2 separate regions of the Sus scrofa genome follow, and region 2 is linked to region 1. The links are chromatin contacts, called in public Hi-C maps. All regions are on one chromosome and are shown on one strand. Each heading gives the region's core, a stretch centred on a gene start, on an enhancer-like site or on the middle of the called end of the contact. The rest is flanking DNA. Distances are from core to core; before and after follow the strand shown.

Region 1 (4,400 bases), core at 1,361-3,860:
GAAGTAACACCAGAAGGACTTCCTTTAATACCAGCAATAAAGGATGCCCACTGAAATGCCATTTCTCACCTAACACACTGGCAAAAACTAAAGCACAAAGGCACACTCTTGGTGGTAAGGTTGTGGGGAAACAGGCACTACTCTCAAACACCTTTGGTGGGAATGCAAATTGGTACAAGCCCCCCACAAAAAAAACAAACAAACTAGTATAGCCCCTCTGGAAAAGAGTATGATAACAGGCAACAAAATCACCAATGCACTTACCTTTCAAGCCAGCAATCCTAGGAATCTACCCTGAAGATGCATCTCCAACCATGTAAAAATACATATGCACAGGGTTCCAGCACTGTTTGCCATTGCAAGATCTTGAAAACCACCTAAATGGCCACAGATAGTCCAGGATATGAATAAATAAACTATGGCACCTCCATACAATGAAGTAACATTGCAGCTGCAAAATCCATGAGGGAATGTTCACAGCTACATTATTCATAATAACCAAAGAGAAGAAACAACCCAAATGGCCATCAACTAATTTCTGGATAAACAAAATGTGGTCCAGCCATACAATGGAATATCAATCAGCCATAAAATGGAATGAACTAATGAAAACACAGATGAACCACAAAAACATGATGCTGGGAGTTCCCACTGTGGCTCAGCAGGCTAAGAACCCAACGTAGTGTCCAAGAGGATGCAGGTTGGATCCCTGGCCTCAGTCAGCAGGTTAAAGATCTGGCATTGCCATGAGTTGCGGTCTAAATAGAAGACTCAGCTCAGATCTGCATTGCTGTGGCGTAGGCCGGCAGCTGAAGCTCTGATTCAACCCCTAGCCTGGGAACTTCCATATGCTGCCGGTTGGGCCCTAAAAAAGCAAAACAAACAAACAAACAAACGAAAAACTCAGCAAGGCCAAAAAGTTTAGAAGTTTAGTAAAGACTAAGTAACTGGTGGAGTGCTGTGGATGCTCCAGTTCTATCCCCAGCGGGGCGCAGTGGGTTAAAGGATCCCCCTTTGCTACAGCTGTGGCACAGGTCAAAGCTGTGGCTGTGATGCAACCCCTGGCCTGGGGAACTTCCATTATGCCACAGGTGGGACCATAAAATTTTAAAAAACCAAAAAGGCACATTCAGGACTTAAACCTCATGAGTTTCCAAAATCTTTATGGTACAGTTTTCATGGCCCTCAGAACACATGACAACAGCACACCCTGAGCACCTCACCCAGATCCAGTGATAAGGGGTGATGTTTCTTAGCAGGCTCTGGCCTGGGAATGGGGAAGCCTGGGCCGTGTGACTGACATGGCATCAGATGCCGGTCTCTAGGTCATTTCCCTCCACTGTATGAGGCTTTGGGCTAGACTTGGGATCCACAAGCTACCAAGCCCACAGTTTCTGTACAGCTCAAGAGCAAAGAATGGCTTTTTCTTTTTCTTTTTTTTTTAATGGCCATACCCATGGCATATGGAAGCTCCCAGGCCAGGGATTGAATCTGAGCCACAGCTGCAACCTACCTACCCTGCAGCTGCCGCAAAGCTCGATCTTTTTAACCCACTGCTGGGGATTGAACCCCTGCCTCAGAAGCAACCCAAGACGCTAGGGTGGGCAGCACAACCCACAGTACAATGGCAAGAACTCCCACTTTTTACATTTTTAAATGGTTGAAAAGTTCATGACACATGAAAATTACTGACAACATAAAATTGCAACTTCAGTGTCCCTAAATGAAATTTTCTTGAAACAACTTTACGAACTGTCGTTGGCTGTGTCCACAATACAGCAACAGAGCTAAGAAAACTATGCCCCCTCCTCATTATAAGCACAATTACACTCATTATTGTCACAAGGAATAGTATCATATAAACTACTCTATTTAGAACCGAAGTTTGCTGACCCCTGAACCAGACGTCTCTGAGGACACATGGGTCCTAACCACGGTTATGTACCACACAGAAAGAACCCCAGCCGCTTGGTCCGCATACACAGTAGGCCCTTCACCAAGGGGTGAAGGAACCCCTAAAGCCGCCTGTGCAGACACCTGCCGACGTCAGAAAGCTCCACCTGGCCTCCTCCGGGACGGCAGTGGGTCCAGGCTTTTAGTCTGGAGTCGGCTAGCCTGCCGGGAAGCTGGGGACTTGGGACAAGCGGCCGCACCACCTCTCGGCCTCAGTCCCCATCCCGCGAGGGGCGCCCACCTGGTGCCCGCCGCGCAGCGCCGCCGCGAAGGTTAAGTGGAAGGACACGCAGCAAGGGTGGGTGCGGGGCCCTGTTCCGCGACCGCAGACGGGACGGCTGAGTTGTTGAGACCCCCACAGCGTTCCTGAGACCCCCGCCCCAGGCCCCAAGCGGAGCGGGAGCCGCCAAGAGGTTCGCGCGGCAGTGGGGCCTGGCTCGGCCGCTCGGGCTCCCAGCCTGGGTTTTTCCGTGAGCAGCCCCCAGCCAGCCGCTCCTCAGCACCACACCTCCAAGCCTCACCCCAGCCCGGGGCCTCCCCAAACCTGCAGTACGCGAACTCACGAGTCGTCTCCACGGCAACAGGCCGTCCGCCGGACCCCCGCGCCCGTCGGAAGGACTGCGCGCCTGACAACAAGGAGCGCTCCCATTGGCTCGGGAGCCGGCTCCGCCAGCCAATCGGCGAGCCCGCACGCGCCTTCCCGAGAGCCAGCGCGCGGGGACCTTGAGGGCCTCTTGGCGGTAATCTGCAGCGCGGTTGGTGACACCTGCTAAGTAATCGGCAGCAGTGTTCCAACTGCGACAGGTGCTCGGAAGGTGGAAACCTGGGGACACTTGGAGGGGACCAAGGGAGTAACAATATTCTCATTCCTATGCCCGTGGCTCACCTTTTTCCGAAAAGGATTTGAAGCCTAAAAACCACAGATACAACGAACTATTGAAGCAGAGAGTACTGGGGGCGGGGAGCGGAGGGCGGGTAGTCTGTTGGGAGGTGAACGGGCGGGGGAGGGAACAACAGAATTTAAGAGCCTGGAAGAGGGTTTCTGACAACCGGCTGGGACTGAGATGTTACGCTCTTGGGAGCTAAGCATTTTAGGGAAGGGCTTCCCTGGTTCAGATTTATAGGTGCATGAGTCCAGGAAGTATGATTTAAATAAGAATGAATGTTAGGAGTTCCCTGGTGGCTCAGCGGTTTAAGAATCTGACCTTGTCTGGAGTTCCCGTCGTGGCGCAGTGGTTAACGAATCCGACTAGGAACCATGACGTTGCGGGTTCGATCCCTGCCCTTGCTCACTGGGTTAACGATCCGGCGTTGCCATGAGCTGTGGTGTAGGCTGCAGACGCGGCTCGAATCCCGCATTGCTGTGGCTCTGGCGTAGGCTGGCAGCTACAGCTCTGATTCGACCCCTAGCCTGGGAACCTCCATATGCCGCAGGAGCGGCCCAAGAAATGGCAAAAAGACAAAAAAAAAAAAAAAAAGAAGAAGAAGAAGAATCTGACCTTGTCACTGCTGTGGCTTGGGTTTAATCCCTGATCCAGAGAACTTCCACAAGCTGTGAGCCTGGCCAAAAAAAGAAGGATGAATCTTACGCCCTTTCTCTTTGACTTTGTTTAAAGACGGTAAAATCATGCTGAAGAACTCAATTCAGTACAGTAAAGCTTTAATGATATGCCAGGAGGTACAAAAATAATTGAGTCACCAAGCTTGATTTTGAAAGGAGTGTAACCTGGGCAGGGGTGGGGAGCTGTAAATAGAGAGTAAGCAGATGGTTTAGAAGTTTCATGAATGACTTGCAGCCTTGGACGCAGCTCCCACCCCCTGAAAGATGCTCTGAAGTAAAACAATTGAAAAAAAGATGCGGGAGTTCCCGTTGTGGTGCAGCGGAAACGAGTCCAACTAGGAACCATGAGGTTGTGGGTTCGATCCCTGGCCTTGCTCAGTGAGTTAAGGATCTGGCATTGCCGTGAGTTGAGGTATAGGTCACAGACACAGCTTGGGTCTTGGGTGGCTGTGGCTGTGGCGCCAACTGGACCCCTAGCCCGGGAACCTCCATATGCTGTGAGTGCAGCCCTAAAAAGAAAAAAAAAAAATTTAATTTAAAAAGAAAAAAAGAGATAAAGGTGGTCCAAGCAGCAGGAAGCTGTGTGGCAAGGGTTTAGAGTTAAGAGTGCAGGCCATGCAGGAACATCATGCAGTCTGGTGTTAAGCAGCAAAGCTCAGGAGCACAGTGGGGAGAGATACTGCCAAGCTGGTGGAGGGGCCAGTCACTACAGTGATGAAAGATTGAGGTGGGAAGACCAGACTGGCCCTGGCAAGGGTTAGGCCTGAATCCCTCCTTGGGCACTTCAACCATTCATTTACATTCAACCCACAAACATTCCCCATGTCCCTTTGAGAAGCGGGACATTCATGTTGGCAGGAAAAAGTGCAGAAACAGGAAGGGAAGC
Region 2 (4,350 bases), core at 1,634-4,133, 640 kb after region 1:
GCCAGGCTTCCAGAATGGCCCCCTCCAGGGGCTAGGAAGTCCAAAGTGGCTCCAGCATAGGTGACAGAAAGCAACTCAAACCTCCACCTTTTGGAGTTCCCGTCATGGAGCAGGGGTTAACGGATCTGACTGGGAACCATGAAGTTGCGGGTTCAATTCCTGCCCTTGCTCAGTGGGTTAAGGATCTGGCCTTGTCGTGAGCTGTGGTGTAGGTTGCAGACGCGGCTAGGATCCCGCGTTGCTGTAGCTCTGGCGTAGGCTGGCAGCTACAGCTCCGATTAGACCCCTAGCCTGGGAACCTCCATATGCTGCGGGAGCGGCCCAAGAAATGGCAAAAAGACAAAAAAAAAAAAAACAAAACAAACAAAACAAAACTCCACCTTTGACTTGGGGACTACTCCTCACCCTCAGACGTCCTGGCCCCTCTACCCAGGCTCAGGCTGGGAAGTGCTCCATGGCCATGGCACCAGCTGAGCTGCCCTGGCCCCAGAAAAGGAGGATGACAGAAGGATCAGAAAAGGCCACAGAAGAGCTCTGAAGCTCCGAGATGAAGAGGCGGTATAGCTGGGTGCATCAGGACCTGGCAGGAGCATTTCTGTGCAGATGAGAGGAGCCGGAGGTTCTGGACAAGGGCCCTAGGAGAGTGTGGGGTCTTAACTGGCCCCCTATACAGGAAAGGGACTAAAAGAGGTAAAGTGCCAGTGAACTTGCCTGGACACATGGAAGAAGTCGGGGAGCAAGCTGCCTGAGACTGGATGCCTAGAGGCAAGGGGTGGCCCATGGTTCTCCCAAGCGTGGCAGCAGGTGAAGCCTCTGCAGACGCGCTCTGGTGCCCAGGGCTGCAGCGCTGCCGCACCCTCCTGACTCGCCCTCATGACCTCATGAGCCACCCTAGCATGTGGGTACACACAGACACGCATGCATCCATGCACATGGAAACAAGCAGAAGAGTCACAACAGTTAGCCTTCCATCCAGGTGCCTGGGAAATGGACGTCCATCATTCAATTCTTCTAACTACTCTGTACATTTTTAAATGTCATAATAAAAAGCTGGAAACCATACCTAACTGAGGCACACCTTTGAAGTGGAGAGAAAACACTGACTTGTGTGTGACAGAAGGTACAGCTTTAGAGGAAGACCAAAACCACACACTTTTGACAGGTGTCAGATCCAAACATGCCAGGAGTGTTACCAAGGAGTGAAACTCAGTGTTTTCAACAGTGGGTGATAGGATCAGAAATCTGGATGCATATCCAATACAGAAATCTAGGAAACAATGGAGTTCCCATTGTGGCTCAGTGGGTTAAGAACCCAACTAGTATCCACGGTCATGTCAATCTTCACAGCTACCTTCCATAGCGGGTTTGACCACCGCCCTCATTCCGGGGCGAGAGGGAGAGTGTGGGCCTGAAGAAAGCTACTCCTTGGCCAGTGCCCGGGCCCGCCATGCAGGGAGGAGGGCAGCAGGGCAGATGGACACTGGCCAGCCAGGAGTGGATAGCAATGCAGGCCGAGTGCCTCTGAGCAGCCCCAAATAACCACACTTTCCATGTCCTGAACACAACTGCCCTTGACCCACCAGAATCCTCCAGACCCCTTGCCCCCCCTGCAGACCCCCAGAGTCCTACTCTCATTTTATTTTGTTTTTTTTTCCCCATGCCATACAGAAGTTCCCCGGCCAGGGATTGAACCTGCACCTCCATAGCAACTTGAGCCACTGCAGTCGGATTCTTTTTGTCTTTTTGCCATTTCTTGGGCCGCTCCCTCAGCATATGGCGGTTTCCAGGCTAGGGGTCGAATCAGAGTTGTAGCCGCCGGCCTACGCCAGAGCCACAGCAACAGGGTATCCAAGCCGCGTCTGCAACCTATACCACAGCTCACAGCAACACCGGATCCTTAACCCACTGAGCAAGGCCAGGGGTTGAACCCGCAACCTCATGGTTCCTAGTTGGATTCGTTAACCACTGCGCCACGACGGGAACTCCTGCAGTCAGATTCTTAACTGACTATGCCACAAAGCGAACTCCTCCCTGTCATATTAGAAGGTATCTAGGGACAACATGCCAAACTCTCAGGGACAGAAGTGGGGAGCAACTCTGTGACACGGGGTCTTCTTGACAATCCAGGATATATGTATTTTTTTTTGTACTTTTTAGGGCTCAACTCATAGTATGGAGGTTCCCAGGCTAGGGGTTGAATCAGAGCTATAGCTGCTGGCCTACACCACAGCCACGCAATATCCTACACCACACCTCATGGCAACACCTGATACTTGACCCACTGAGTGAGGCCAGGGTTTGAACCTGCAACCTCATGGTTACTAGTCAGATTTATTTCCGCTGCACCCCAACAGGAACTCTGACCATCCAGAATATTCTTACAGCAGCGTTTAAATCACCAATTTAAAAACACAAACTAAAAATAAAACAATCCCTGGCCCCTGGGAATACCTAAGTGGACCCTAGGACTACATGACAGACAGGAGAGCTAGGCGGCACATCCCAACAGAGATGCAACGACCCTTGACTGCAGGCAGGCCTGGGCCAGGGTCTCTACCGCAACTTCCCCTCCACTGTCTCTGAAGGGCCGGGCTCATGGGAGGCTGGGGACATCTGCCAGGTTCCAAGTCGAGAGCTGTGATTGCTTAGAGGAAGAACTTGTGGTTCAAGGGACCCTGAGTGGTCTCCACTTGCATGGGAGCATTAGAGCTGCCACCCCAATGCAACCCAGCCCAGAGCTGAAATGTCCTGGCTGCCCCATGAGTGCATCCACAAAGATGGTCACGCCTCCGCAAGTCACCCAGCGGTGCCCAAAGGCGAAGAGAGGGCTTTGTGCTGACGAAGCTGATCGAGCTCTGTTTGATCTGGGACGTATTTACTTTGGAAAATGCAAGAGCAGCCCAGCACCAAAGTTCACACTGGTGGCCTTGGCCGATTCTGTCCCTGCAAAGCCCCTTCTCAGCAGCACAGAGGTGAGTGTTTTCTAACATTTTTTGTCGAATACGGATTCTTATTTGTGGTAGTTAGAGATGGGCAACTGGTGTGTTTCTCCATCATACACACATTCAAATGCTCTCTGCACTATCTTTGTGGGGAAATGTCTTGTTTTCCATCTGCCCAGTGGGGAGCTGACAGGCTGGAAGAGGGGACTGCACTAGTTAGAGTGGCAAGTTGGGAAGCAGGTGAAGTGGGAGGATATCTGGGTTCTGGGTCATCTCATATGGTTCAGAAAAATAATGTGTGCGTGTCACATAGGCACATATACATATGTGTGTACAGAGACCTGGTGAGTCTGCAGAAAGATACAGGGCTGTTCTGTAAGCTGTGCTTTCAACTCTCCTGTGAATCTGCAGTTATTTCATAAAAAGTGTTCACAACCCCAGGCAGCTCCTTCTGTTATACCTGCTCTGTGCCCGGAGGTGTGGATGGCTGGGCAAACGCTCTGAGGTGGGACTAAGATGTCCACCCCACTCCACGCAACTAGCATGAGAAGGCACTACAGGAAATGACCAGAAAAACAATTTTTTGAATGATCTACCTTTAAAAAAGATTGCTTCTCTGCAAAGACAGTAATCTGGATTTAAACACAAGCTAGTGATAATTTTAAAGTATCCTATTTGTTGGAGTTCCCGTCGTGGCTCAATGGTTAATGAATCTGACTAGGAACCATGAGGTTGCGGGTTCGGTCCCTGCCCTTGCTCAGTGGGTTAATGATCTGGCGTTGCCGTGAGCTGTGGTGTAGGTTGCAGACACGGTTTGGATCCTGCGTTGCTGTGGCTCTGGCGTAGGCCGGTGGCTACAGTTCCGATTAGACCTCTAGCCTGGGAACCTCCATATGCCGCGGAGTGGCCCAAAGAAATAGCAAAAAGACAAAAAAAGACAAAAAAAGAAAAAAAAGAAAAAGAAAAAGAGCAAAACTACAAAAAAAAAAAAAAAAGTATCCTATTTATTATACTAACCGGCAAAGCAACAAAAAGATTTACTTTTCTGATTTCTAATTTTTATCCACAGAAAATATGAGAGAATAATGAAACAATGAAACCTATTTTGGGCTTTTCATCACCTTAGCCAGAAACAGGGTACAAGAAGCTTCCACATGTACTATCTGAATATGGGGGAAAATATGACTGTTTTCACCTCTGCCTCCCTATTCGGTCTCAGATTCCTTTTTCTTAACTCTTATTTATTCCACTTTTTTTTTTTTTTTTTTTTTTTTGCTTTTTAGGGCCACACCTGTGGCACATGGAGGTTCCCAGGCTAGGGGTTGAATCAGAGCTGTAGCTGCTGGCCTACACCAGAGCCACAGCAAAGCCAGATCCAAGCCACGTCTGAGACCTATACCATAGCTCA

The links. A called contact is a pair of places that touch in the nucleus more often than the background predicts.
Region 2: a Hi-C map of liver shows a contact between it and region 1, with 13 times the contacts expected there. The contact joins the promoter of SERPIND1 here to the promoter of CABIN1 in region 1. A contact is called at or near these places in 1 of 5 promoter capture datasets (fetal liver) and 1 of 47 Hi-C or Micro-C datasets (liver).

The regions. Positions count from the first base shown.
Region 1 is chr14:49,785,113-49,789,512 of Sscrofa11.1, forward strand. It overlaps CABIN1 (calcineurin-binding protein cabin-1), which reads right to left and starts at 2,611. Exons shown (of 37, transcript XM_013983138.2): 1 at 2,498-2,611.
Region 2 is chr14:50,424,238-50,428,587 of Sscrofa11.1, forward strand. SERPIND1 (heparin cofactor 2) reads left to right here and starts at 2,884. Exons shown (of 5, transcript XM_001929566.5): 1 at 2,884-2,972. The region is part of intron 19 of PI4KA (phosphatidylinositol 4-kinase alpha); the gene reads right to left.